2 separate regions of the Mus musculus genome follow, and region 1 is linked to region 2. Evidence: chromatin contacts called from public Hi-C data. All regions are on one chromosome and are shown on one strand. Each heading gives the region's core, a stretch centred on a gene start, on an enhancer-like site or on the middle of the called end of the contact. The rest is flanking DNA. Distances are from core to core; before and after follow the strand shown. Region 1 holds the start of Cdhr1 (cadherin-related family member 1). Region 2 has its middle 16 kb from the start of Rgr.

Region 1 (3,066 bases), core at 476-2,975, 65 kb before region 2:
AAACAAAAACTTAAAAAAAAAAAAAGTTTATGGTCCATAAACAGAACCACCAGGAAGAGCTGGTGTTAGGACAGTCACCTACCAATACCAGTTACCTGAAACTTGCTTGATGTTAGTATTGACAGTCTTGTTTTCCTGAGAGCCCCTGAGTCATAGACAAATGCAGATGATTGGCAGACCCTCTGACAGAGCACATTATTATACATTTTTGTACATTTATGGGCAGGCCGGGCTCTTTAAAGAAAAAAAAAGTGTAAGTATGAAATTACAGCTATAGACTGAAGAGCGATCAGTCTAAAGCTTCCATAGCTATGTGACTACGGACCTAAACCACAGAGAGTTTCAATTCGAAAGCCAGCTAAAATCCAGTGAAACTCCAACTCCTGCCCCTCATTGGCTGGGTGAGCCTAGGAAAGTGACTTGGCTTTGAAGGTTTACCCTGTAAAGAGTGGGGAATCATTCCAGGAAAACTGTGCAGGCTAAATGAGATACGTGGTTGAGAGTGAGTACACAAACGCACACACTCACACACACACACACACTCACAAAGTGTGTGTCCAACACATCTCTGTCCCTCTCTGGTGCAAGTGCATTGGTAGAATGAACTGAGAGCAGAGAAGTCAAAGGCCTGAAGCAGCCTCTTAGAGAAGCGATGGTGGGAAAGATGCAGAGAGAACCAGGTCTTCTCAGCACGCTAGCAAGAGACCTGCTTCAGGAACCCTTAAGTCCGAGTAATCCCCAGCAAACCTGTCTCCCACTCTCTGTGTAGGGCCTGGCTTTGTCCTAACATCTTGAAAAGCAAAGATGCAGAAATGCTTGTGTGGTTTCCTGTACACATTCTCAGCCAAAGACCCAGCAGAATCCTTACACAGGCTTTTGGTCAAAATACCCAACTTAACACACTTTCTTGGTGTACCAATTCGGCTCCTCCAATTGCTGTCTGAATTCAAGCTAAGAGTTGATCTGGGAGGCTTGGATCAAGGGGTATAGGTGCTCTGCTTCCTTGAGGTACCCCAGGAAGAGAGGATTCTGGGACCTCCAGGGAACTTACAGAGGGTCTCCTTTGTCTAAGGGCACAGCATCACAGGGGCAACTTTGAAAGCAACCTGGGTTCAAGTTATTACTCAAGTTGGGGGGAATACCTCATCCCAATTGATGAATGGCCCAAAAGGAGTAGGGTACAAGGGATATCTCCGCCCACATTCCAGTGTTAGAGAAGAAGGAGGATTCAAGCCAGGAAGAGCCTTGGACTTTTCCTGCGTTCCTACACCATTTCGGACATCACTCTCTACCCTTGTTCTTTTGGTCTGACTCAAAACTAAAGAACGTATTTGAATTGGCAAGGCAATGCCGCTTTCTTTTCTCCCAATGTCTTCCCCTCCATCCTGAGAGAGCTGTTTTTCTGCTCATTGTTTTATTTCCAGGAGTACTTTGATCAGAGAGGTCTTGGCACCCGTGAAAGCCACAAAACAAGTTAAACAAATCAGGAAAATCCCTGCGCAGCCTGAGCCACACCAAACCACAGCAAATCCCGAATTTCTGGTGGCTTGCTCAAAAGTAGTCTGGGGATGCCTATTTGTTTCTCTGTGCAGAGCTCCACCTCTGCACCTGGTGCTCCTGGGTTGCTAGGGCAGACTGGGCGTGGTAGGAGAGAGGTAGTCTTGTCACGCCCTCCCACCCGCCGCTATAAGCTGGTCCCAGTAATTGGTCTCATTAGTAACCTGACCGGAGCCATCCAGCTGTGAGGATCTGTGAGCGCTGTCATCCGCTTAACGCCCTCGCACCACCCGCTCTCCCTCCCTTCCGCCACCGCCGCCGCCGCAGTCACCCACAACGTTCCCTCTGCTCTCATCCAGCGCCCAGGGCATGCTCCGAGGTCCAGCACCCGGCCTCGGCAGTGGCCAGGCTTTCGACCCTTCCGCGGAGACATGAGGCGTGGCCCACGGGTCGCCCTGGTCCTGGGGCTGCTGCGCATTTACCTAGGTGAGTAGCAAGGGCCCTGGAGGGTGGGTGTCTGTGCTCCCTAGGGGAATGAGGGGACAGAGGCTGCACTGTCCAGTTGCAGACTTCGGGAAGGTGGCAGGCTTCCTGCCGCGAGGCAGGAAGATGGGCACTTCTCCAGAGACTTAGAGCCACCATCCCGGCAGTCTCCTGGCTCTGCCACTAGAAGCTTTGGCTCCTTCAAACTTCTGCTCTCCTGGATGCCTGAGGCAAGGCAAGAAGAAGGAAATTGGGGTTGGAGAGATGGCTCAGAGGTTAAGAGCACTGACTGCTCTTCCAGAGGTCCTGAGTTCAATTCCTAGCAACCACATGGTGACTCCCAACCATCTGTAATGCCATCTGCCAGATATCTGAAGACAGAGACAAATAAATCTTAATAAATAAATAAATAAATATTTTTAAAAGAGTACGACCTTAGCCAGCTGATACACCGCCTCTCTCTCTCTCTCTCTCTCTCTCTCTCTCTCTCTCTCTCTCTCTCTGAGCTCTTTGATGGGGTGGGATTGTCTTTCAGCTTGTTTCTATGTGACTGCCATAAAATGTGTCCCTGAAAAGCTCGAGCTCAGACCATGTATATTGCCCAGGTCCCCACAGAGGAGCTCCTTGCAGGGAGACAAGCTCCTCTTTTTTAGTTGGGCCCAGATAGGCGACTTTGCTGGTGTCAAACTCCCTCTGGGTGTCTGTCTGTCCTTCTGTCTTCATTCTTTTCCTAGCCCAGGCCAACTTTGCCCCTCACTTCTTTGACAATGGAGTGGGCAGCACCAACGGGAACATGGCCCTGTTCAGCCTCCCAGAAGACACTCCTGTAGGTAAGAAAGTAGCTTTGGCCATAGCAGCCATTCCAGGTCTCCCAGAGGGAGTTGCCCCCAGAGGGCAAACTCACCTCCCCAGAACTCAGTGACACCACTCACTCGTGACTCCTCCTCCGGAGCCTATGGCATGCGCATGCCACATGGTGTTGGCTCCCGTGGGTACCCTGTTTGTGCTCTGAGGCCCTAGGGTAATGGCAAGGCAGGAAGCCACTGCTGCCATGGTGACCTAAATTGGACCCCTTGTCGAGACTGG
Region 2 (2,861 bases), core at 122-2,621:
TTTAGCCAGAGAACCTAAATGCTGCTGTGATTTCTGATTTTTCCCTTGAGAGTTAGTTCAGTTAGAGAAAGTCACGGTATAAGCACGCCCGTGCCATGAGCAGCCTCTGTCTCTGCTGCCCCCTTGGGGATGAAGAACCCTCTTTGCCCAGGTTTTCTGTCTTCTTGATCTCAATGGATACTGATGTGGTCCCAAGGTTCTGAGACCATCAAAAGCCTCTTCCTCGACCAAAATGTATGTTATGGGCTCAGTTCTCTTCTCCCAACAAAACAAAAGCCAAACAACAACAGCAAGAAAAAAAAAACCCCAAACCCCACCCTGGAAGCAAAGTCTCCACAGAAGTAGGTTAAGTGAGGGTGTTGCCCTAATGTCACAAGATGATTCCTTTCTACGAAGGGACAGCACAGAGCCAGGCCTCTAGCTACCTGTCCCCTCCCATGCATCCAGCAAGTCAGGACCATGTGAGCCCAGAGAAAGGCTGCCAGCTGCACCCCTAGAGCACAAGCCTCACTCGACACCAACGTTAGCAGGAACCTGAGCTCAGATTCTGAGCTTAGGACCCCATGGAAGAGGTGTATGTGTGTTAGATGAGCCTCAGGCCTATGGGGCTGTGTTACAATAGCACTAGCAAGCAAATAGTTTTTGACCAAAGCTCATTTAAAACAGAGTAATAGCAGAAGAGAATGGGAGCTTAGAATGAGCTCCCTGGGATGCCCAGGGCCACTAATACGAAATTCCAGCTCAAATGATATCATTTTAATTTAAAATGTGAGAGCCAGGCATGGCATCACGCACATTTTCCCCATACACACACACACACACACACACACACACACACACACACACCCTTTTGAGACAAATCTCATGTAGCCCAGGTCTTGACCTCTTCATTGCAGTTAAGGAAGACCTAGAACTTCTGTTCCTTTTGTTCCTGTACCCAGTTTATGTTGTACTGGGGATCAATCCCAGGGATGCAGGCTTGGTAGGTAAAGTCTCTATGGACTGAGCTACACTCTCGGCCTTCTGATACATTGTTGTGACACAGAAAGCTTCTGTTTTCCCAGTTAGAAAGACTCTTGGTCAGTTTGTTTAAATATAAGCTCACTCTTCGTGCACAAACTCCTGGTTCCCGTTTTCTATCCCGGTAAATGCCGATGCTTATCAGTCCTGTCTTTTAGGCAATAAAAGAGAAAAAGGTAAGCAAAGCTCTAATATGCAGGAATCCTTCATGGGTCGGTGAAGGTGTGCAGTGCCTAGCTGCTACCACAAGGTGGCAGTGCTCTCTCAATGATGACTTAATGTTGGGCCACCTGCCTGGTGGCGCCTTTTGGGAAAAGCCTATGAATTCCCAGCCCAGGCTGCTGGATCTTCTCTGAGCTTTCTTTAGTCTGTTCTAAGTACTGAGGTCTGTAGCTTGCCTGTTTCTTAATCTTAAGACCCCATTTCTCTCCTTGAAAGAAGCAGAATTATATGTACGTTGTCTGGAGTGATTGCAGACAGCGCCCATAAAGTCCCCTTTTCTCTGCCTTCAAAAGCATCACCGGAAAGTTTAGTTGGATGTGAAACTTCAGAACCCTCCCACATAGGACAGAGGTGCCGCTAGGCCACTTATGGCCTGGTCTTTGTCTAACTTGGATGTTAGGACACTCCCTGGACATTTCTGGCTTTGGAGTCTCGGGTAAAAACAAAACAAAAACCAAATCGGTGACAGTCATAGCTCTGGATGCTGAGATTCCATGTGAACAAACACAAACTGTGAACTACTGAGTGCTGGGTTTGAGGGCACTCTGGTACAGCCCCTGGAGAAGCGGCTGGTGCACATTCTCACTGCGTGCCCTTTAAGGGTAAACAATATTTCCGAGGAACAAGAGCTAGGAAACTTCTGGATGAAAACCAAAAAGCACAGCCCCTGAGCCTCCGCTCTCCTGTCAATCATGGTCACTGGTTGCTTCTTTCTCAAGCTGTTCCTTGGCTCCAATGCTGCACACCTGTTCTTCTCTCTGCCCATCAAACTCTCTTAACAATGGCCTCCGTTGTCTCTGTGCGTTGTTTCTTTGGCTCAGCTGCTCTCCCCACTGCAGCTGTTGGGCATCGGTGACAGCTTCGCCCCTCTAGGTAGGAGTCAGTGTGGCAGCTTGGAAAGCACTTAGAATTCACAGTCAGGAAGACCTGGGCAAGAATCCAAGTTTTTCCACTTAGTCAATATGACAGTCTCTGGCAACTCCGGCACTCCAGGCTTCTTTTAGCCCCCTCTGTAAAACCTTTATGACACCCAGTTTTAGATAATTGGTTTAGCAAACATTCTCTCATCCGCAATATATGATGCTGGAGTGGATTATCCTCCATCATTTCTGATGTCTGACCTCTGTTATTGCCAAACTCGGTGATAGAGTTTAGGTCTTAGATACCCCCTAAAGACTCATGTTTACGAGTGGCTCAGAAGTCTGTGTTGTTATTAGGGGATAGGTGGGGATTTTAAGAGCAGGGACCTAACAGAAAAGTTTACTCATAAGGTAACAGCTTTACATGTCCCCCTGGCATGATGGCTCTTTGGTATGGACCCCAATGCACCCACAGGCTAAAGCCTGCAGAACTTTGAGCCATGGCGAACCTTTCCTATTTCTAAGTTGATTACCTCGGGTATTGTTACAGTAATAGGCAGATGCTAACAGAATTGTCTTAGCCAGCATCCACTTCTACCGCTGGCACATCTCTTGGTCATTTTCTTTCCACTGACCACCTCCTCCTTCAATATAAATTTCCCCCCTCACCCATACTGTTTTATGTTGAGCCCATCCCTCTCCGCACTGCATGCCTTGCAAAGGTACCTATTCCTAAAGCAACCATCCCAGATAACATCT

The links. Hi-C and Micro-C count contacts between places; a contact is called where the count stands out from the background.
Region 1: a contact with region 2 is called in a Hi-C map of rod photoreceptor, with 2.6 times the contacts expected there. The contact joins the promoter of Cdhr1 here to the enhancer-like site in region 2. A contact is called at or near these places in 8 of 39 promoter capture datasets (the 3T3-L1 cell line, cranial neural crest, embryonic stem cells and 3 more), 3 of 484 Hi-C or Micro-C datasets (nephron progenitors, rod photoreceptor and spermatogonial stem cells) and 3 of 9 other capture datasets (adipose tissue, liver and pancreatic islet).

What each region holds. Positions count from the first base shown.
Region 1 is chr14:37,097,006-37,100,071 of GRCm38.p6, reverse strand. It overlaps Cdhr1 (cadherin-related family member 1), which reads left to right and starts at 1,725. Exons shown (of 17, transcript NM_130878.3): 1 at 1,725-1,983; 2 at 2,715-2,810. The coding sequence starts at 1,929.
Region 2 is chr14:37,031,866-37,034,726 of GRCm38.p6, reverse strand. No RefSeq gene overlaps it. Among named protein-coding and RNA genes, the nearest start is that of Rgr, 16 kb to the left of the region's middle. Within about 2 kb of position 1,371, at least 25 of the 459 cell types and tissues checked have an H3K27ac peak or open chromatin away from gene starts, as enhancers often do. A contact at or near this core is called in rod photoreceptor, where this site is marked.